Regions from separate parts of the Mus musculus genome. Here region 1 is linked to region 2. A link is a contact called in public promoter capture Hi-C data. All regions are on one chromosome and are shown on one strand. The core of a region is the stretch at or near the end of the contact, and the rest is flanking DNA. Distances in the headings are between cores, read along the strand shown.

What was found. Promoter capture Hi-C pulls out the DNA fragments that hold promoters and counts their contacts.
Region 1: a promoter capture Hi-C map of liver shows a contact between it and region 2, with 3 times the contacts expected there. The contact joins the promoter of Ctu1 here to the promoter of Gpi1 in region 2. A contact is called at or near these places in 3 of 39 promoter capture datasets (cranial neural crest, liver and second pharyngeal arch cranial neural crest).

Annotation. Positions count from the first base shown.
Region 1 is chr7:43,669,369-43,673,422 of GRCm38.p6, reverse strand. It overlaps Ctu1 (cytosolic thiouridylase subunit 1), which reads right to left and starts at 1,392. Exons shown (of 3, transcript NM_145582.1): 1 at 1,348-1,392. It also overlaps a transcript of Siglece not described here.
Region 2 is chr7:34,228,286-34,232,387 of GRCm38.p6, reverse strand. Gpi1 (glucose-6-phosphate isomerase 1) reads left to right here and starts at 2,052. Exons shown (of 18, transcript NM_008155.4): 1 at 2,052-2,296; 2 at 3,015-3,105; 3 at 3,392-3,460. The coding sequence starts at 2,175. It overlaps Gm12762 (a long non-coding RNA gene), which reads left to right. Exons shown (of 2, transcript XR_881947.3): 2 at 1-1,206.

The DNA.
Region 1 (4,054 bases), core at 143-2,642, 9.4 Mb before region 2:
TTTAAAAGTTTTTCTGCTGCCCAGAAGTACCTGTCCTAAAGGAGACACAACCTAAAGTAAACGCTAAATAAAAAGAAAGAGCCTGACGTTCAGTTCATTGAGGCTGGACCTCCTTGCTGCCTTGGAGCCCGATTACATTCTAAGGTGACCCTCATTGTTTGATTATCCTGCACAACTCAGAACACTGGCACAGCCTGCTTGTCTGGGTCACTGGTCTCTGCCTTGGCCTCCCCTCCTTCACGACAATTTGCATATAACAACCTGCAGATCCAGCCCAGTTACCTTTTTGACAGGTCCGTGAATGATGCTTGGGAGGCCCCGTGGCTCCTTTCCAGAATGCTCTCAAGTATCCCAGGAACACTCCTTTCCTCTGGCCCAAAGAGTTCTTTCTGATCACTGAACCCAGCAAGCAGCCCTCAAGACTCCCCTAACTCTCCTGGCTGAGCACTGCCCCTTGAACTATCCTCCTCAGCCTTTGTTTCTCCCCTTCCTCTCGCCCGGATTAGGTTCACACCAGTCTCTCCTCACTTCTCCTCACGCCCTGCCCAGCAAGCCCTAGAATCATCAGGCTCAGAGGTGCCTCCAGGCTTGACCTCCTAACGACCCACTTAGGATCCTTGCAGGGCACCTTTCAAGTGCTCCCCAAATCTGTCCCTTCTGCCTGGCTTATCTGTCTCCTGAGAGTGCCCACCACCTTCTACCCCCGCATTTATGCAGAATGGCGTGTAAATACACTCTCTGTTCTCAGTCATCTAATCCTGTGAGGGGGTTGCTATTGTAAGGAGTAGCTTACAGACACACGCAGAAACAGAAAAGGGGGATACCACATCAGTAGTAGCCCTGAGATCATGGAGGGAACCTGGTTGATAGATATATCAGTAGTCTTTAGCTGACGGAGCGAACAGGGCTTATGCTAATTAAGTAAGTATCTGGGATGATGGGGGAAAGAATTGTGTACAGACTGGCGGCAAACCCCCGAGGTAATAACAGGCGTGGTGGTGCACGCCTTTAATCCCAACACTCAAGAGGAAGTGGCAGTTGAATTTCTGCAAGTTCCAGGCTAGCCTGATCTACAAAACAAATTTCAGGGGTGCCTCCGGGTGGCCAACTCTCCTAAAGGGCAGAAGAGGCGTCACCAGAACATATTTAACAGGGGCAAGAGAAGGCAGATGATCTGTTACCACCAAATGAACAAAGCGGCCTGGCAAGAGACCAGACTAGGAGATCCTGGCCAGAACGCGAGTTGACAATCATAAAAGCGAGTGCCAAATCTCTAGAAAGACCTTCAGCTCTCCCGTGGCACCATGGCCCCAAGCCCGTAGGAACCGGAGGAAGAGGAACACTAACCTGAGTGGAACGAGCTGAGTACTCTGCCTGCCACGCGGAAGCCTGGAGCGGAAAAATGCCCTGGGACTACAATTCCCATAAGGCCTTGAACTGCTTTGCCTACGACTTCCAGAATGCAACAGCTCCAGACGCGGGCCTGTAACTCTACAGCAGCTTGGACTCCAATTCCCAGAAACACTTGAGAGTACAGCTTTCCTTCTGCCAAATGCCTCCCCACGGGCCGACTCTGTAGGGCGCACACCAGGGCCTGGGAACCGAGCCCAGAATCCTGATGTTGTCCGGCAACGCGAGGTCACCAGAAGGGAAGTTGAAATCAGAAGTGGTTGAAATCAGAATGGCTGCAGTATAATTTCCTAGTTTTGTGGACTATCATATACTTCTGCTACTTGCTTGCTTCTCAGTCTCTGTTACTGTTTCCCCCTCCCTCTTCTCTGTGTCTCTCTCCCTTGCTCTCTCTTTCTTTGATTCTCTCCCCAGGATCTTACCATGTAGCCTAGGCTGTCCTGGAGGAACTAGCCATATAGACCAGGCTGGCCTTGAACTCAGAGACCCACCTGCATCTGCCTCCAGAGTGCTAAGATAAAAGGTGTATGCAATCTTGCCCCTTTCTGTCTTCCTTCCTTCCTTCCTTCCTTCCTTCCTTCCTTCCTTCCTTCCTTCCTTCCTTCCTTTCTCACAAAGGTGGAAGGAGTCCAGATGACACACAGCTATGTAAGCTATTGTAATACACATCAGTAAATTGTCGTCTTGTACTGTTTAAGGTCACCGGGAACCTGGCGTCCCAGCCCGACTTTAGACCCAAGCATTTTGTCTTAAAGCGTTCTCCAAGACCGCTTCCTCAGTCACCAGCCGGCTTCCTGGTCCTGTGAGAAAGTGAAAGAGAACAGCCAAATAAAGTGGAAACGCTACTTCCTTAAGAACAGGAGAGTAAGTTCTTAGAAGAAAAATAGTGTATCCTTGAACACAGATAGGATGGGACCCATTCCCAGAGACCTCTGCTACTTCTCATCCCATAGGACATCTGTGGTGGGAATGGTTAGTTGGGAGTCTGTCTTCCTGGGATCCTCTTCTTCAGCCTCCTGCAGACTGTGTGTGGTTCCCAGCTTCCCCAGTCTGTTTCTACTGGATGTTTGTTTCATGTCTGACCTGGTGCCCCATTATCTTTCTGCAGTTTGCTGTTTATGCACTTGAAATGAAAAGCATTCCTACTGTGGATCATTCTCCAGTTTCAGACAGCTTTCTACCGACGAACCACACTCCAGCCCCTCACTAGGGGATTCTAGGTAGGGACTCGATTATTGAGCCACTTACTACCCAGGAACTTACTGGGAAATTCTAGGCAGGGGTTTTAACACTGTGCCACACCCTAGCCTCTCATTAGGGGATTCTAAGTGGATGCTCTATTACTAAGCTAGGTATATTCCCAGCACCTCATTGGAGAAACTCTAGGCAGAGGTTTTAATAGTGAGCCATGCCCCAACTCCTCAGTATTGGTATTAGGTAAGCACTCTAATACTGAGCTATAGCCCCAGAATGCACCACTTCTATGCTTTTTAAATTTAAACAGGGTCTCGCCATGTGGCCAGTGCAGTCCTCAAACTTATAATCCTTTGCCTCGGTCCTCCAAGTAGCTGGAATTACGGCCCTGAGCTACCAGCCTGGGTTCAGCTCCGTGGTTCTCAACCTTCTTAATTTTGCAACTCTTTCACACAGTTCCTCATGTTGTGGTGACCCCAGTCATAAAATTATTTTTGTTGCAACCTCATAATTGTAATTTTGCTGCTCTTATGACTCATAATGTGTGTATCTGTGTTTTCCAATGGTCTTAAGCAACTCCTGTGACCCCAAAAGGGTCACAGCCTACAGCATGAGAACTGCTGACCTAGGCTATGGGAATAGTGCTTCAGCACCACAGATAGAGCGAGCTTAGATAGATAGAGCGAGCTTAGATAGAGCAAGCTTAGAGCGAGCCCACTTGTCTGGCCTGTCTACTCTGTCCTGTGGTCCTTATGTGCCAAGCCCCTCTTCATCAGCATCCCAGACAAATTGATTCCAGCTAAGTAAGGGAAGAAGGAGAAAGACTTCACCACACTGCAGAGAATCAAGGACCAACGCAGACATCTGGTTGGTCCCCTCCACAGCCCTAAAGAAATGTGTGACCAAGTCCTGGGCAGGCAGTTTTCTGGGGTCGGTGTTGTTGTGTAAAATGGAGAAACTTCCAGGTCTGGGGCTCAGGGGGGAGCACACTAAGAGGTCCAGAGGACTAGGGATTCCTAGGAGAGCTCATGAGTTGGCGAACTTAAGTCTCAGTTGTTCTGAGTTCTTGAGTGAGGAGAGAAAGAAAGGAGTCCAGGCCCCACCTTTCTGGTTGAGTTTATGGCTTCGTGTCCTAATTTGCTTCCCTGCTGCTGTGATAAAACACTGACCGGAACTAATTTGCATTTATTTTAGCTTAGAGAGCACAGTCCATCGTTAAGGGAAGCCATGGGAGGAGCTCAAGTCAGGAGCTTGAAGCAGAAACCTTGGAGGAACTCTACTTACTTACTTCCTGGCTCACATTTAACTGCTTTCATAATACTAGGAGGACCACCTTCCCAGGAGTGGTGCCATGGGAGGTCCACCTTCCCAGGAGTGGTGCCATGGGAGGTCCACCTTCCCAGGAGTGGTGCCATCTACAGTGTGCTGGGTCCTCCCATATCAGTCAGCA
Region 2 (4,102 bases), core at 803-3,302:
AAGGCCTCTCTATACAGTCCTGGCTGTCCTGAAACTCATTCTCATTCTTGCAGACCAGGTTGTCCCTGAACTCAGAGAGATCTGCCTGCCTCTGCCTCCAGAGTGCTTGGATTAGTGGTGTGCGCTACAGCTGCCTTGCTTTTTTTTTTAAGGTTCGCCAGCCCCTCTTTTAAAAACATACTTTATAAAAATTTCAGCTTCTTTTTTGAGTCAGGGTCTGTTGGTGAGATCTGGAGCTCACCCCTGAGGCCAGGCTGGCCATTGAACCCTAGGACCCTCCCGTTTCTGCCTCTCTAGCACTGAGATTGCAAAAGGCCACCATGTGCAGGTTTTTCCATGGGCTCTGGAGAGTAAACGTGTCCGTATCCTCGCATGCTTCTGAGGCAAATGCTTTACAAAATTCTCAGTTCCTGTGTTTTGGGTTTTTTTTAGACGTGATGGCTTCAGATTCCTATGTTGCTGACCCTGGCCTTGAACTCTCGATCTTCCTGCCTTTCCTCCCTTCATGCTGGGATTATAGTGCCACCCCAGTGCCTGCCACCCCAGTGCTAGATGTCCAGCACTGTTTGGGAAGCTTAGCAAGTATCAAGACTTACACATATTTCCCGCAGTCCCCCGCAAACACTTCACCTCACCTACTCGTCCTCATTTGAAGTCTCCCTTGTCCCTCGGACTTGTGGATAAGAATCCAGTTTTTCTAGGAAGTTGGATCCTAAAGTGCATATCTTGCCCTTTCTCTCTAGGCGATTATGGATCCCTCACTCATTCCATCCTCTATGTCCGTCTCCTCCTGCTTGACTGAAGCTCCCTCCCTCAGGACCTGCTTTAGCTCACTGAGCTAACTGATCCATTAGGCAGTGTGTCAGATAAAGTCCCTGCTCCATGTGGACTTGTTCAGTGGCTCCTCATCTCTAAACAGAAATCAAAATTCTCACAATGATTTGTAAGCCACTGGGTGAATTCCCTTCTCTAATGTCACCTCTATGACTTCTTCCCCTAATCTGCTCCACTCCAGCCACATGTGTCTTCTGTTTGTGGGACATCTATGGGTGCTGTTTGTGGGACATCTATGGGTGCTCTTGTCTCAGACTTTGCAGTGTCTTTTCCCTTTGACTGAACACTTTCCTTCCAGGTAGCCAACTGGCTCATTTCTTCCCCTTCATGCTTTTACTCAAATATAATAAAGAGTGAATTTTTTTTTCTTAACCATTTAGTTAAAGGAAATGCTTATTTCCAACCTGCCTTTAAATATATATACATATAATTTCATTTTTATTGTGTGGTGGATATTTTATTAATTATGTGTGGGAGTGGACATACAATTTTTATTATGTGTGTGGGGTGGGTATATAATTTTAGCATTAATTATGTGTGGGGTGGGTATGAGCATAAGGATGCAAGTGCCATTGGTATTCCCATTGGTTGCAGCGGGAGTTACAGGCAGTTATGAGTACTGGGAACCCAATTCAGGTCCTCTGCAAGGGAACTATGTGTTCTTAACCACAGTTTCATCTCTGGGGCTTCATCCAGTTTGCCTCTTCTCAGGAGCACTTGCCAGCTCTGAAATCCCATAAATTCTATTTACTTATTTGGCTTACGTACCCACAACACTTGCTTTAGTACCTCTAACCAGGAAGGCATTCCATAAAGTTCTGCTAAATTGGGCTCAGCCGGTAAGAGCACTCAACTACTCTTCCGAAGGTCCTGAGTTCAAATCCCAGCAAACACATCCGTAAGGAGATCCGACTCCTTCTTCTGGAGTGTCTGAAGACAGCTAGAGTGTACTTACATATAGTAAATAAATTCTTTAAAAAAAAAAAGTTCTGCTGAATTGAATACATGAATGAATGAAAGAAGCAAGCGGATCTGGCACGAGAAACTCCGCCTCTGCCCTTCAAGTCACTTCCGAACAGAAGCCAGCCAAGGTTCATCGCAAGTGGCCACACTTGTGTTACAGAGAGGCCAGCAGAGGCCCCCAGATCTACAGCTGCCGGCAAGGTCGCCTAGCGGACGCGGAGGACAGAGGTGGGGCGGGGCCGGAGGCGGGGCGGGGTCGGACGCCTGCGCCATAAAGCCCGCTGCGCGCACTGGTACCGACTTGCCGCGCGCCGCCGCTCCTCTTTCCTTCCTCTTCCGAGCACGTCCTGCTCCGTGTACCTCTCGGGTCCCTCGCCATGGCTGCGCTCACCCGGAACCCGCAGTTCCAGAAGCTCCTGGAGTGGCACCGCGCGAACTCTGCCAACCTCAAGCTGCGCGAACTTTTTGAGGCGGATCCGGAGCGCTTCAACAACTTCAGGTGCACGCACGGGGTCGGGGCTCCCGTGACCCCCCCCCCCCCAGCAGCCCTGCAGGGCCCAGGCCGGGGCCGCACTTTGTCCTTGATGCCTCCTTGGAGTGGGTTTTGGGACCCGCGTGCTAGCCAGAGGGCCGAGGCTGCTTAGTCATTAGGAGGAATCGGCTCCTCCTTGGGGATCCCTTCGCCCCCGCCTCTCAGTCTCAGCCATTTGAGTAGGGATTTCTAACCACCCATGAGGAGGAGCAGCCGCTGCTGGCTCGACAGGCACGAGAGAGCTGTCCCCTCCCACCTGCTCCTAGTGGGCTTTGGTCAGACAGGGTGGGTAAGGCTGAGATTTCCTGGGAGCCACGGTGTAAAAATAGAGCGGCGGAGGCAGGATGCAGAGGCCAGAGAGACTTGTGAGCGACTGCGAAATAGAAGGGAGGGTGGAAGAAATCGTACATGTGATGCATCTTCGTGCCTTGTCACTGATGCCAGGAGGCGAGGGACCTGGGATGACCACCTGTGGTTCCTCACTGGACGTCCCTGATACCTCTCCCTGGGTGTTTCCTTGTAAGTTTGAGATGTGGAGCTTGAAGGGGGAAGTTCTGCCCAGGATCTGTCTACATCTTCTTTCTGTGGCGTGGCTTCCTACACTACTTAACACTGCTACAGGTCAGCCTTTGTGGCCAGGCACTGCCGCTGGGGTGTGACCAGCAGCGTCTCCATCTTTCTGCAGCTTGAACCTCAACACCAACCATGGGCATATTCTGGTGGACTACTCCAAGAACCTTGTGAACAAGGAGGTGATGCAGATGCTGGTGGAGCTGGTAATGTTCTGACTGGGGAGTTGTGATCTCTGGGTTGGGTTGTGGGTGGGGGCTGCGCTTTGTTTTGGGTTCTAGGTCCCGGTGTGGAGTTGGTATCCCAGGGATCTCCAGGCCCCCTGCTGATTGAGCAGACTCTTTGAAGATGCTGGAAAAGGAATCTGTCTATGAAGAACATCTGTCAGCCTCAAGGGGGGGGGGGAGTGGGGGGGGAGGGGGGCTGGACTTGTGATAGGTGATGAGGATGGGGGATGGGATACAAGACCTCAGCAGTGGCTTCTCTCCCTAGGCCAAGTCCAGAGGCGTGGAGGCTGCACGGGACAACATGTTCAGTGGTTCCAAGATCAACTACACCGAGGTAAGCAGTTACACCCGCCGCCCCCCCCCCCTCTTCCTCCTCTTTGCCGACCGTTATCAGCATCGCCCTGTGTCTTCACCCTTGCTCTTAAGCAATGCTTTTGCCTCACGAAGGTGCTAAAGGCTTTTCTTTGGGGGCAAGAGAGGTTGCAGAGCTTTGGGGTGTGATTTCTCTGAGACTGGCAGCCTGGACTTGGCAATCAAATTGGCACAGTTCCTGGTGTCCAGGGAGGGGCACAACCCAAGCCTGAAGGGAGGGATTTGCTTAAGGCTGGCTGAGACATGGCTGAGACATTTTCTTGGACAACTTCAACCTTGATACTCTGATGGATCCTTGCTACAGGTTGTTCTAGTGACAAGAAAAATCATGTCACCAAAGCCCTTAGTTTCTTTGACAGTGGAATGAATAAGAGGTGAGAGTATGACAGCGGTTGGGAAACCCTGGCCCTGACTTGGTGGGGAAGCCTGCAGGCATAGGAGACACTCTGCACTGAGAATTCTCAGTGTTGATATTTTTTTCCTTTTAATTATGAGTGTGTGGGTGTGTGTACATAAGTACAGGTGCCTACAGAGCTGTCAGATTCTCCCGGAACTTCAGTTAGAGATGGTTGGGAGCCACCCAGTGTGTGTACTGGGAATCCAA